Linked DNA regions of Mus musculus: all the other regions are linked to region 3. A link is a contact called in public Hi-C data. All regions are on one chromosome and are shown on one strand. The core of a region is the stretch at or near the end of the contact, and the rest is flanking DNA. Distances in the headings are between cores, read along the strand shown.

Region 1 (4,770 bases), core at 641-3,140, 340 kb after region 3:
TAATTTATTGTACGACTTCAGGTTTCCAAAGGAATCTATGGGCACACAAGTTCATTTGGAAGGCAGCACAGAGATGCCTTTAAAACCATGGGCCTTTACAAAGATGGCCCAGAACTAGCTTCAACAAACAAGTGACTACAGAAGTCAGGAGTCTGGTAAGATACAGGAAATGATTTCTTTGGTTCATAGACAAAGAGAAATCAAATGTGATATAGACTACAGATTGAATATCAGATCTCAACATATACAGATCAATAATGTTTGTAGATGAGAGGAATTCAATGAGAGTTTGGGCCAAAAGTGCCAAGGACCAGCAAGATGACTCAGCAGGTAAGGTGCTTGCTGCCAAGCCGGATACCTGAGTTTGATCCCCATAACCCACATGGTGGGAGGAGAGAGCCCACTCCTAAAAGGTGTCCTCTGACCTCCACATGCAAGCCTCCCTACACATGTCCTATCCTCTCCTGCCAAGAAACAAAATTACCATTAAAAAGAGTCAGCTGATATAAACAATCTTGTATCATAGGAACATGTTTTTTCCAGGAAGATTTTATTTAGCATAGAAAACATGTCTGTAGAAAGATGTGGAATTAAGCAGAGGTGTTACAGGTTAGAGTAAAACAAGAGATGCTTTGAGAGAGATCACAGATAAATGTAGAAGAGAGCCGTTGGGTGGTCCAGAGGGGATGAGGCACCATGCACATTGACTGAATGACTAGACTGATTTCATTCATCTACTGTAATGTGAAGGAGGGCAGAGAACTGGGCATCTGACTGAACTGCAGCAGCTATAAGAAGGCCTTTTCAGAGAGGTGCCCCTTTCTCTGATGAAGTTAGGAGAAAGATCATTAAATGAGAGCAGAGAGAGGAGGAAAGTGTTGGGCACTGGACATCAAGGAGGGTGTGGAAAGGGATTCTCAGGAATGGTATTGTAGATGGGCCAGGTAAACAGAAAAGAGAAAACAGGGGATGGTATCGAGTATAGTGTCAAATACGTGTTTCTACCTGCATAAAAGTTTCCCATGCTGATGTTTCTAACATGACCCCTTATGCTCATCTGCTGGAGTTCAAGGGTCAAGTCAATGAGCATCAGATTCAACCTGGCTTGGTGTTTCTCAGGAACGTGAGCCAGAGGGGGAGGGGAGCAGAGAGCTGAATGTTGAATGTGCCAAGGGGCCCAAGTAAGCAGAAAACTAATGATCTGTTAATAGTGAGGGGGGTGAGAAACTGTGAAAGAAAAAAAACATACCAGATCACAGAAAAGAAGAATTCTTACAGCAATAGCAGACATGTCAGATTAGATCAGTCTCTTCTGACGTAGCTTCCAGAGAAGTCACCTCCTGGTGATATTGTACTAGTGTGTCAATGTGTCAACTAGTGGAAACACAATGCCCAAGAGAAGCAACTGCAGGGAGGGAGGATGTCCATACGTGGTTGATCTGGTTGTGTTTGAGGCCTGTGGTGAGGCAGAAATCATATAGTGGAAGAGCATGTTGGGAAAAGGATGTGTGCTTTATAGTGTACAGGAATGAAAATGAGCAAGATAGAGCATCAGGGGAGGGAGGGAGAGAGAGAGAGAGAGAGAGAGGAGAGAGAGAGAGAGAGAGAGAGAGAGAGAGAGAGAGAGAGACTGACTCAATTTCTAGAGCTAGATGAAATGCTCTACAACCCCGACCACCTTCCTCTAGTCCCTTCAGCAGTGAAACCATCAGAGGTTAATCTATTGAAAGTCATTGTGACCCAATACCCTCTGGACATTACTGCTCAGGACTAAGTTGCCAATACATGTTTCTCTGGGGACATTTCCCATCGAAACTATGTTAACTAGCAGTGGAACTCACTGTTATGATGAAATGGGTAAGAAACCCTCATTTCCTGCTGTCTGCTGTAGCCATGTGAACATATAATGAAGAAGTTAACTGAAATAGGAAAACATTTCTCCAATGAGGAGCGGACATGGAAGACTCCACTGGGAGTCATCTGATTAGGTATAAAGAACTTCAAATCTAGTATACTTGCCCAATTATTTTATACTCAGATCACAGAAGCCTTTTATTATTCTCATTTAAGAAGCAGACAGTCACCAAGACAACATAATTAAACTATGAATCTTCATTCTTTGAAAGATCCCACTCATTATGCTTGATATAAACACCTTCACCCCCTCATAAATAGCATCGCATGCAGGTTTTAATGTCAACTTAGTTGACTTTGGAGCAGCAGAAATTTTTACTGAATTTCAAAGCCTAAGCTAATAAGTCTTCGCAGAGTGGGGCTAGAGTCCAGGGTGTCATTAGATAACACTCCATCGCTGAGCTCTATCCCCTGCCCCCAAACTGATTTACAGTTCCATGTTACCTCTCTGATTTGATCAATGCAATGATCTCAGTACATATGCCAAGCTCACATGCTGAAATCTGACCAACATAGTCTTAAAAAGTATGACCTATGTCGTGCTGAGGTCATCAGGGCTGGCTCTTCAAGAGTTGAACTAGTGTGTTTATATGAGGACCCTCCATGTCCCGTGCATGGTAGGAGGTCACAGCAATATGCCACCTGAGAACCAGGAACTGGGTCCTAGGCAGATGCCAGATCTGCTTTGAACTCGCACTTTCTTCCCAGGTTTCATATTTGAAAGAAACATCAACTATTTATAAGTCCCATTATGAATGACATTTAAGCATTTCAACCTGGATGAGAATAAATTTATGTTGGCATGATCAGTGAACATGCCTAAAATTCCAGTATGAACTTTCTTGAAGGGTACCATGGAGGGATTCATAATTTGTAACACATAACAGTTTACATCCAACCATTCATGCCCAACTGGAGCCATTCTAAGGAAAACTGGGACAGGTAATTTACTGCCCAGTCTGAAAACCTTGACTACTCCAGCCTTTGGCAGTATTTGGATTTACATGGGACCCTGCTCATGCACTTGGTTGTTCCTTTTCTGGGAGGACAGAAAGAACATGGTGTGAGAATGAGGATGGGGGCTCAAAAGGAATAGAAGGCTGAGTCACAGAAAGAGATATGACCACAAGGTGGCAGTAGCATACAGCTCAGGTGCTTCCCCAGCAGATTTCTGTTTATAGGCTCCTCATAGGCTGAGAGAATATCCAGGGGAGAAGGAAATTGAATGGGCTCCCAAAGGTGTCACTCAGCTAGTATGGAGAGTGTCTGGACCTGGCAACCACAGGTCTACACCTCATCCCTGAGTAGGACATTGGATGGAGGGAATCCTCAAAGCCCAATAGCCAAAAGCCTACTTGTGTGGGCCACGTTTAATATGATGACTGTGTTAAAGGAGCGGGGAGTGGTGGTACACACAGGAAGCAGAAGCATGTGGATCAGATTTGCAGACCATTCATAGCTACAAGCTTGATGTCAGCCCGGACCAAAGGAGACCCTGTGTAACACTGTAGTCACGAGTAGTGAATGAAATTCTCAGGAGATAAAGACAGACAGGCAGGCAGACAGACAGACACCCAGGAGGTAGGGAGACAGGAAGGAAGGAGGGAATAGAGGAAGGAAGAATAAAAGTGTAAAAATGGGGTCTGATTCCACACGGATTTTTGAGCTAATGGGATTTCACTTAAAAAAAGAAATGGAATTAGAGATGAATACCTAGTCCATCTTTTATTACTTAAATAATGAAATAAATAGAAAAATCTTTATGTAACCACATCCCTCATATATTTTTTAAACAAATAAGAAACAGAACAGGCCTCATTCACCCTTAGCATGGTCCTAGCGCTCTGGAGGCTGAAACAAGAGGATGCTGGACTCCAGGCCACTCTGGGCTATGGAACAATATCTTGTCTCAATATGAGGAAACAGGAGAAATAGAAAAATAAAGATTCTCTGGCTCCTTCTTGCAGAAATTTGAGGTTCTCCGAGATCTCTATTAAGAATGGTGGTTTCTCCATGGCAAGCACTTTTTAGTGTTTCTTTTACTTTGTACATCAATTCTTGAAGGTAGTATCTTTGTGCCCCTTTATCAGAGGGGCAAATAGCACTGAGTCTAACTAATATGCACACAGCCAGAGGAGAAGAGTCAGACTTCAATCCTAGGCAGTGCAAAGAGAACTGCAGTGTTAAATCCTGCTGCAGACTGCATCTTAAGTAACCCTGAACATGTCCCTTAAATGTCCCAGTGCTAAAGGCTTCAACAATGTGATGGGACTGTTTGAAAGCGGTAGAACCTTTAAGAGGAGGGGCCTAATAAAAGGCATTTAGGTCACTGGAGGTGTATTTAAAAGGGTTCTTGTGGTCTTACCCCTTTCATTCTGTAGTAAAAAGTATTTAAAAAATCCCATCGAGGGTTTTCTTCCCTGCCTTAGACTATATATGTTCCCAGATGAAAGACATCCAGACTTGTATTTTTAAATATGTCTTAGACAACACAATAGCTGGGCAACTATCTACTACCCATGCTGTTAGAATCTATTTCTCTATTGATATCATCGAATTACTACTCTTTACTATGTTTTATCTGAGCTCTTCTTCATTCTAGTTGACCAGCCCACGGGCGACGGTTTCTTGACTCCTACTCTGTGGTGCTCTCTTTCTCTCCCTCTGATATATTCTATTTTTATCTCATGATGGCTTCTTCTGTTATGTCTGATCTATATTACTTTGGAAGGGGTCCAAAGACTGTGCGTGTCTTTCATCCGGAAACATAAATAGTCTAAGACGGGAAGAAACCCCACCCTGGGATTTTTAAAATATTTTTTTACTACGTCATTCCATCACATACTTACTCTTACC
Region 2 (4,478 bases), core at 811-3,310, 280 kb after region 3:
CCCCCCCATTCCCCTACCCACCCACTCCCACTTTTTGGTCCTGGCGTTCCCCTGTACTGGGGCATATAAAGTTTGCAAGTCCAATGGGCCTCTCTTTCCATTGATGGCCAACTAGGCCATCTTTTGATACATATGCAGCTAGAGTCAAGAGCTCCGGGGTACTGGTTAGTTCATAATGTTGTTCCACCTATAGGGTGGCAAATCCCTTTAGCTCCTTGGGTACTTTCTCTAGCTCATCCATTGGGGGCCGTGTGACCCATCCAATAGCTGACTGTGAGCATCCACTTCTGTGTTTGCTAGGCCCCGGCATAGTCTCACAAGAGACAGCTATATCTGGGTCCTTTCAGCAAAAACTTGCTAGTGTATGCAATGGTGTCAGCGTTTAGAAACTGATTATGGGATGGATCCCCGGATATGGCAGTCTCTAGATGGTCCATCCTTTCGTCACAGCTCCAAACTTTGTCTTTGTAACTCCTTCCATGGGTGTTTTGTTCCCAATTTTACCCAGTCCTTCGAACTGAAATAAAATATATAACTTGGATTACTTCCTGGGGTTTCATGGGAAGGTGAAATGGACAATTTCTTCTTGTATCTGAGGAGGCGGCTCTGTAGATTTATTGTGTGAAGCATGGTTAGCTAGGCAGAATAGACCCAAGAACCTTGTCATACACTTTTAGGCACAGGTGCATGCTTTCATGTTTCCAGAGAACGAATCCAGCTAAATTCACTCTCTTGGTTTGATATGGGCAATTAATGATGATGATCATAAACTTAGAAGCTAAGAACTAGCAAACTGTGCTAAGATAAAAAAAAAATACCCAACCTCTGTGGTGACAGGAATTCTCATATGTTTGCAGTCCTGAATATATTAGTCCCCTTTTTTGAAAGGAGTGGGTGTTTGCTCTGTACCTTTAGAGAGCTTAAGAGTTTCCATCTCACTTTTTTTTTTTAATTTAGAGGAATGAAAGTTAAAAGCATGTACTTTTAAATTAATTGACTCATTTTCTTATGAATTAGCACTCACTGCCAGGAAAATTCCATCTCCTACCCTCCCACCCCCCAGGAAATTTGAACGTTCTATTCATCTGTTCCCTCAAAGTCATCTCATGTTTGTCTATTTGTTTGCATTAAACATGCTAACTCTCAAAGGCAAGAAAGACAACTAGCATTGTGATGGCATTAAGTATTTTGTTATATTTCATAATTTAAAAGTGAATTTACTCTATGCTATAGCTATATACATGATGAGGGTAACTGTCAGAGTCTCTAATTCCTTATGATCTCTCCTAATAATATTCAGCTTTGATCTTGGCTTAGGAGAAATGGCAGCAATGAAGTTAGTGAGGTGTAAGAGTCAACTTGGTAACCAAGGAGAGGGAGCAAATATGAGGGTCAAGAGCATTTATCAGAAAGGCAGAGATTTTCTTCATGAAAATAACAAGTAGCAGAGCAGGAAGTGTAGGATGACTCCAGACTGCAGATATTCTCAAATGGGCGTCCTCACGAATCCACATTGGTACCAAAGTGGCATGCTAGCGGCATAGCCAGGACAAATATGTGGCATATTCTCTCTACTGACCTGGGTGTCTAAGGCAGCTAGCTGTCAGGGCTCTCACTCACAGTCTGCCTACACCAAGCCTGGGTTAGTAGGAACAAAACTTCCAAACTAAGCATGTTGAACAAGCTATGATTCATGAACACATTACAAATTAGAGGATGTCTCAACCTGAGGGAATAAGTTACCACTGGTCTTAGGTCCTAGGCCCTCAAAATGTCAATGTGGGAGATAATGCACTCCCAGGCAGAGATACTGGTCCCAGAGGGAGAGCATTAACATCCCAGTCTGAAGCATCTTCACAGAATAACACTGTTGTTCAAAGGCACTTTCATTTCCTAGTCTCAGACATAACAGCTGGAGATATGATTACAGACTCATGCAAGACGGAGACCCTGACAGGTTGGAGGCTTTTCTAATGAAAATACTGGGGATCTATTATGACTTGAATATGGTGAAATTTCTCCTAAAGGCACATGTGTCTGAATGTGCCAGGTAGTGGCACTGTTTGGGGAAGTAACAGAACCTTTAGGAGGTGACGTCAAGCTGTCAGCAGTAGAGAAGTAGCAGTAAGTCTTGAGGTTTTCCAGTTTCTGTTGCCTTCACTTTCCCCATTGTGGACAAGTAACTACCCTCCTCAAACTCCCCACCAGATTTTTCCTACCACGAATGACTATATCATCAAACCATGAGCTCAAATCCGCCCTTTCTCCCTTGAGTCTTGCCTTGTATCATAACAACAAGAGAAGAACACCAAACTCAAACCCAAGAGACTGAAGTGAGAGTCGGTAAGCAGAGGTGCCTGAACAGCTGGTCTCTGGTGCTGTATGCTTCACTTGTCTGTCGTATGCAGGCAGTTCAGATAGATTGTAAATATTTAATATATCTGGGGACAGAAAGGAAATCTGAGATGGGTTCAATCTACCTAGAAACTGATGAGAATCTGGCACTCACTGGATAGAAGAAGCATTTGGAATGGGTGGGGAAAGAGAAGAGTTAGAAGTCTGCAGTAAGTACAGAGGCTGGTATACATCCTATTACAATAGAGACAATAAAATCCCAAGGAAGGGTCACAGCAGTAGAACTAGAAAGGGCAACAGAGAAGCAGATTCTCGTGTGCATGTACTGGTACTATTGTAAGGATGTTATACATGGTACTTACAAAAATATTCCTCCAGGACAAATTTCTTACCCTCATTGACAGATACACTAAAACTCAAACAGTTAATGGTTTAACCCAAGTCACATAACTAGTGGTAAAATTAGGATTAGATCTAGAGTTGGTACCCAAAGCAGACATATCCCCATTGCAGTACGCAGTCAGTGATGGTTGGACTTGAGGATAGGAGGAAAGAGCACCATCAGGAGCCAGAGCAGGAAGGAAGTTACTTTTGAGACAGGAATGACTTGATTTCTTTAATATCTCTAAGAACTCTGTGAGTTTGAACTGAGTATTTTGACAACATATAAATCAAAGTAATAAATAACAAAAATTAATAGTATCAGAATTGCAAATACAGGCTTCTTAATGCTTTCTTGCTGGCTCTATAAAATGTTACATGTTCATGTTCACTAATGGCAACCTGGTGTGCAAGCTCTCAGGTTCCCAAGACTAGACATAGTCTACATAGACCAAAATCAACCTTTGTTGGAAAAAGAGAACAATTCCCTCTGTGTGTGAGAGCATCTGGATGAAGGTCAGTGGCTGTGTGAGCAGGTGACTCACTTATCTATGTCACAAGACTCACTGTGAGTTCATCCATTGCAAGAAAGTTTGGAAAAGCTCACGGTCACATGTATGCCTGAGGAGACTTGGCTTCTAAGAAATCCTTTTGCTGTTTTGTCTTTCTACTGGATCTTTTTATGTAACAGTGGATAGCCTTGAACATATGATCTTCCTGTTCTGACCCCCCTTGTGTTGGAATTACAAACATGTATACCATCTCATCGACATCTTAATAAAAGAAAGAGAGAGGACAAATAATAACCAGGACACAGACACACACATTTCATCTGTATAGATAGTGTAAATGGGTGCTTTGCCTTGGTGCCATGTGCATGCCTAGTACTCACAGAAGCCAGAAGAGATATCAGATAACCCTGCAACTGGAGCTACACATAATTTTGAGATAGCTCATGGGAGCCAGGAATTGGATTCATAGCCTCTGGAAGAATAACCAGGGTTATTAACTATCTCCAGTTCCAATAATAGGGAAGAGATTTTAATGATAATGTCATATGTTCATGGAAAAAAGGTAAAACTTTGCAATTACATAGTTTCAGTAACTGTTATTGTCTGAAAAGACAGGAAAATACATGTGCATTGAAATATGTATTTGGTATGAAGCAAAACCAACAAGAGGCAAACTAGCCCAGTAAGTCATGACTTCAAGTTTTTCAGTTTGAAATTTATCAAAATAGACAGGGTGATTACAGGGGTTAGTAAAAAAACAAAACAAAAACAAAAACAAAAAACCTTTTTTTAAATATAAAAACAACCTAAAAGATAGTGAACTTTAAAATATGCAAGTTGTTTATGCTGAAATGCATGCATGAGTTCAAATGACCAAAGAAGGCTGGGGATTCTGGTCCTCAAGGATAGTATTTCTGTTTAAGGAAGGAACCAAGGTTTCAGCCTATAGGCAGCATGCTGACTAGTCACGTTAGACTTTCAGCAAGCTTCTAGATGCATATGTTTTTACAGTAGCAGGTAGGCACTGATAGTATCCCCCACTAACATCTCTATTAAGAACAGGAAGCGAGTCTCAAGCTTCTGAGTCCCCACTTAAGTCTCTTTGCTAAGTTAGACATGCACATTTGTGTTCTTGACAACTTCCCTTCACTTTCTTAAGTTGTATTTGTTTCTTGTGGTTCATAATAAAAAGGAAACAACGGCAGCTGACACATAACATATTTACAAACT
Region 3 (4,360 bases), core at 194-2,693:
CCCTGCCTGAATGCAGCAGAACAGGCTACCCTTCCCAGGTCAGACTGTGCTTGGTGACAGCAAGGATAGAGTGCACATAGACACATAACCTTTCCCAGAGTTTGATTCACCTGTGCCCCCTTGGCTGCTTTTATATTGGGTAGCTCTATGAAACTAGTTTTATGTTAACTGCTGTAGATTCATATCACAGCCATATAAAATAGTGTGGTGGTTCCTGGAGGGGAGGCTGCCTGTCCTGCTGTAAGCAAGCCTAGCAAACTAATGTATTTCTTCAATTTGGACTTGTCAAGTTTTTCTTCAGCCACATCACTCTTATTTGGGGGTGAATAGATGTTTATGTCCTGTCAGGCATGTCATGCAACACTTAACACCTGTGTCCCAGACACATTCTGTTAGTTTCAGGTGATGAAGTCAGGAAGGAATCCCATGCATTGACCACAGATACATGATCTTGTGGAAAAACTGGGTACTTGTTTTAGAAACTGGCTTACTGGTCTATAGCCTATTTTCTTTTTCTGAGATTGTGGAAAGTTATTACAACTCTTGGAACTTTCTTTTACTCCTTGAAAACTGCTTATAACCACTGTGCTGAGCTGTGGCAGTGTCTTTGTCATGGAATTTTCACCTAGTAAAGACTTGGTGTGTCAGTTATATATATTTTAAAGCCAGTGTGAAAACTTAAAAGATTAAACACACACCAAGCAAAAACCCTCCTCTATAGTTACCTATGAAATATGGCTCAGAACAACAAAAAGCACAAAACAAACAAACCAAAACAAGCAAACCCTAACCCAGTGGCATTGGAGACAAAAGTATTCATCATGTTCAAGCATAAAACATCCCACTGACTTTGGTTAGTTATTTTTAAACTCTTGTCACCTCATTACCATCAGGGAATTCACATCAAGACTCTTGTTCTCTAAAGCACGTTAACTAGAAGCTTCATGGCTAGTTGTAAACACTATTAGGGGATTTTAAGTTGTACCTGAGTACCCACGGGTATTAGCACATTCAAAAAATATGGGTACTAGGGTAGGAGATATGGCTCAATAGTTAAGAGCACTTGTACCTGCATAGTGCCCAGGTTCCATTGTTAGCTCCCATATGTTGGCTTACAACCTTCAGATCCTGGGTTTGATCAAAGAGGCAAGCACATGCACTCAGGCAAAACATTCATACTCTTGACATAAATAAGTCTTTAAAAAAGAAAAAAAAGTGTCCGAGGGAAGCCTCCACCGCTACTTGTACTGGGACAATAAATGGAAATCTCCCTTATTTCAGGTTAGTGAGGTATCCAGTTCAACCCAGCATTCAAGAGTCCCAGGATGTACCCGGCACAGTCCTTCCTAGAAAAAGCTCCACCCTCAGGGGAGGTGATTGGCAGATGCAGGTTGGGCACGAACAGAAGGCTGGGCATCGAGTGCCGGAAGTGACGAACCCAGGAAGCGACTTTCTGTTCCGAAGCTGGGGGCGCGGTTTTGGAAAATAGCATGTCAGAGTGGATCTAGGCGCTGTCTGTTTTCCGATCTGCGTTTAGGTACACTTTTTGTCACCAAGCCCTATTTGGCGCAGTGTCGCAGTTCGGAGCTGTCTCACAGCATCCCAGAGAACGACAAACCTTGGGCCCTGCTCATTCCAGAACTCAGCACTGAAAGGCATTCTTGTGCTCGTCCATTGGCTGGCAACGCTGAAATTCGGAAATAAAGACTGCTTCCCAACATTTTCTTGGACAACTTAAAACAGAAAAAAATCAAAAGAATGTATGTATTTCCAAAGATATCTTTGAGACCTGAAGTTGAAAACTATCTCAAAGAGAGCTTTTTGAACGAGGAGGTAGGTCACGTACATAGATGTTTGCCAAAATTCTGATACAACTTCAGCAGAAAGAAGGGGAATATGTGGTTAGTTTTTGCCACTACTTTATTGGAATCTTTAAAAACAATGTGGTTTTTTTGTCACCATTGATGCTTACTGAGATGGAGATAAATATATGCTCACGTTTAGATGTAAGACAAAAGAAAGTGTTACGTGTCTGTCAGCCCTTAGTACTGAAGGGGTAGCAGAATCAACCAGAGAAGTTCCCTGGCCACACAACTCAAGACTTCCACAGTAGATGCACTTGTTCTGTTAAAGTACAGGCTCTTGTACTTACTCAGGTGATCAGGGCACTTTGAGTGCCTCATTAAATGCCACCAGGTGTTTGATTGGAAATGGTTACAATTTAGTCTAATAAATCATGGTAGAGTGATTTGGTTTCATTGTTAAGAACACCAGAGTCTAAGCAGTCCTCTTACTCATCCAAACTGACATAATTGTCAAGCAACTAAAGTTCAGATATAATGATTAAAAAGTCAGTTTTAGAAGCTATCTATCAATCCATCCATCCATCTATCTGTCCTTCTTTCATCTATCTATTGAAACAGGGTTAGAGAGTCAGGTGGATTTCTGAGTTTGAGGCCAGCCTGGTCTACAAAGTGAGTTCCAGGACAGTCAGGGATACACAGAGAAACCCTGTCTCAAAAAAAAAGAAAAAAAAGAAAAGAAAAGAAACAGGGGGGTTTCTCCACATAGTAGTGGCTATACTGGAACTCATAAGGTAGACCGGATTGGTCTTGAGTTTACTGTGATCCACCTGCCTCTGCCTCTGCCTCCTGAGTGCTAGAATTACAAGCTTGTAATCCACTGAACCTTACTGGAAAATGTTCATTTTGCATGAGTTACCTTGAATTAATTCTTACTAATAAAGCTTAAAGCTTAATTTATTCTATGAAAATTGAATGGGTTATAAGTACTTTCGAAGGTTGTCTTGGGGCATCAACCTTAAGTGAAAATCACTACATTGGTTTGGCAGGCATGTCTTAAAAAGAGTGTTAGTTACTTGTTACTGGCCACACTTAGCACAGAAATTCCCAGTGAATATTGATTGCCTTCTAGTAAAATATCCCTGCATGCTCTAACCACCTTACCTTAACCCCTTGGCAACGTGGATATTTTTCTAAATTTTTGGTTCTTTAGCAAAATTCAATCCACTAAAATGCTCTTTAGTGTTATTGGAGCTGAGATTTTAAAACTTATTTCCACATCTTATTTCCAAATATTGTTCATAGGATAAACTATATGGAAAGAGAAAGTATTTTATGCTTATTTCAAGGGGTCTTGGGAAGTATATATTAAGAGAGGAAGGGGGACAGTCAGTGGTCAATTTCAACGGTTTTAGAATGATGAACATTATTTTATGAAGGATTGATGCAATCTTTCAGGTCATCTCCTTTCCAAACCCACAAGGTATGACAGCTTAAATGAAGAAAGGCCATCCCATTTGTAAAACAGTTTGGAAAGGAAAGAAGTAATATCAACCAAACTAAGCCTTAAGTTTAACTTAACATTCCTTAAGTATGTTAATACTGATGACTACACACTGAAGCCGAGACCTGACTTCTTCTTACTGCAGGCTGTGTCTGCTTCAAGCAGACAAGAAGCAGAAAGGAAATTTGAGACTCTGCTGCTTCGCCTGTCACACCCTCCGTCGATGACAACTGTCAGAGTGAATACGCATTTAGGCTCAGTTCAGCATGTCAGAGGTCTGCTGCTTGAAGAGCTCCAGAAGGTTGGTGCAAGTGTGGTGTGCTGGGCAGCCACACTTCTTTTCTTTAAAGATGTATTTATTTATTTCATGTATGTGAGTACACTGTCGCTGTCCTCAGACACACCACAAGAGGGCATCATATCCCATTACAGATGGTTGTGAGCCACCGTGTGGTCCCTGGGAATTGAACTCAGGACCTCTGGAAAAGCAGTCTGTGCTCTTAACCACTGAGCCATCTCTCCAGCCCTGGCAGTCATACTTCTATTCTCTGCTGCACCACGTGCCACAAAATCCCATGGATAATAGGATAGTCTGTTGTTTTAAACTTGCTTATATACAGAGTTTATTGTTCTCATATAATTTTAAACAAGCATAGCGAAAGAGTTAAAGAAATATATTTGAGAATTAGGTGTTCAATTAAATCATAATCATCTATATGATATGTTGACAACATTTCAGTGGAACATGTCAATTAAGTATATGATGTTACTGCAATTCATAATATACTTATACTCAAAATAGCACTGTATTGAACAGAGATTTAAACATGTGTGAATATTCCAGTTGCATAAATAAGAAATTTAAGTTATGAAAGTTGTTTTAAGGTTAAGAGATGGGGTTAGATTGAGTCTAGGATTTCTGCTTCTAAACGTATTAGAATATTAGTATTTAGGCTAAGTTTCTAAGCCCTCTTGGCTTCATTATAAAAATATATACAGAACTTCATTCAATCCTTAAACCTACTTGCATAATGAGCAAGATATATTGATTACG

The links. Hi-C and Micro-C count contacts between places; a contact is called where the count stands out from the background.
Region 1: a contact with region 3 is called in a Hi-C map of granulocyte-monocyte progenitors, with 3 times the contacts expected there. The contact joins the enhancer-like site here to the promoter of Nsun6 in region 3. A contact is called at or near these places in 4 of 39 promoter capture datasets (the 3T3-L1 cell line, the C10 cell line and hippocampal neurons), 13 of 484 Hi-C or Micro-C datasets (B cells, the C10 cell line, the C2C12 cell line and 8 more) and 4 of 115 datasets of contacts at active chromatin or transcription factors (VIP interneurons, embryonic stem cells and large pre-B cells).
Region 2: a Hi-C map of olfactory sensory neurons shows a contact between it and region 3, with 1.7 times the contacts expected there. The contact joins the enhancer-like site here to the promoter of Nsun6 in region 3. A contact is called at or near these places in 8 of 39 promoter capture datasets (3T3-L1-derived adipocytes, the C10 cell line, cranial neural crest and 5 more) and 3 of 484 Hi-C or Micro-C datasets (cortical neurons, olfactory sensory neurons and rod photoreceptor).

The regions. Positions count from the first base shown.
Region 1 is chr2:14,710,306-14,715,075 of GRCm38.p6, reverse strand. All of the region lies in intron 2 of Cacnb2 (calcium channel, voltage-dependent, beta 2 subunit), which reads right to left. Among named protein-coding and RNA genes, the nearest start is that of Gm13269, 54 kb to the left of the region's middle. Within about 2 kb of position 1,890, at least 3 of the 459 cell types and tissues checked have an H3K27ac peak or open chromatin away from gene starts, as enhancers often do. A contact at or near this core is called in granulocyte-monocyte progenitors, where this site is marked.
Region 2 is chr2:14,768,458-14,772,935 of GRCm38.p6, reverse strand. All of the region lies in intron 2 of Cacnb2 (calcium channel, voltage-dependent, beta 2 subunit), which reads right to left. Among named protein-coding and RNA genes, the nearest start is that of Gm13269, 3.7 kb to the right of the region's middle. Within about 2 kb of position 2,060, at least 15 of the 459 cell types and tissues checked have an H3K27ac peak or open chromatin away from gene starts, as enhancers often do. A contact at or near this core is called in olfactory sensory neurons, where this site is marked.
Region 3 is chr2:15,046,395-15,050,754 of GRCm38.p6, reverse strand. It overlaps Nsun6 (NOL1/NOP2/Sun domain family member 6), which reads left to right and starts at 1,443. Exons shown (of 11, transcript NM_028950.5): 1 at 1,443-1,833; 2 at 3,452-3,607. The coding sequence starts at 1,759.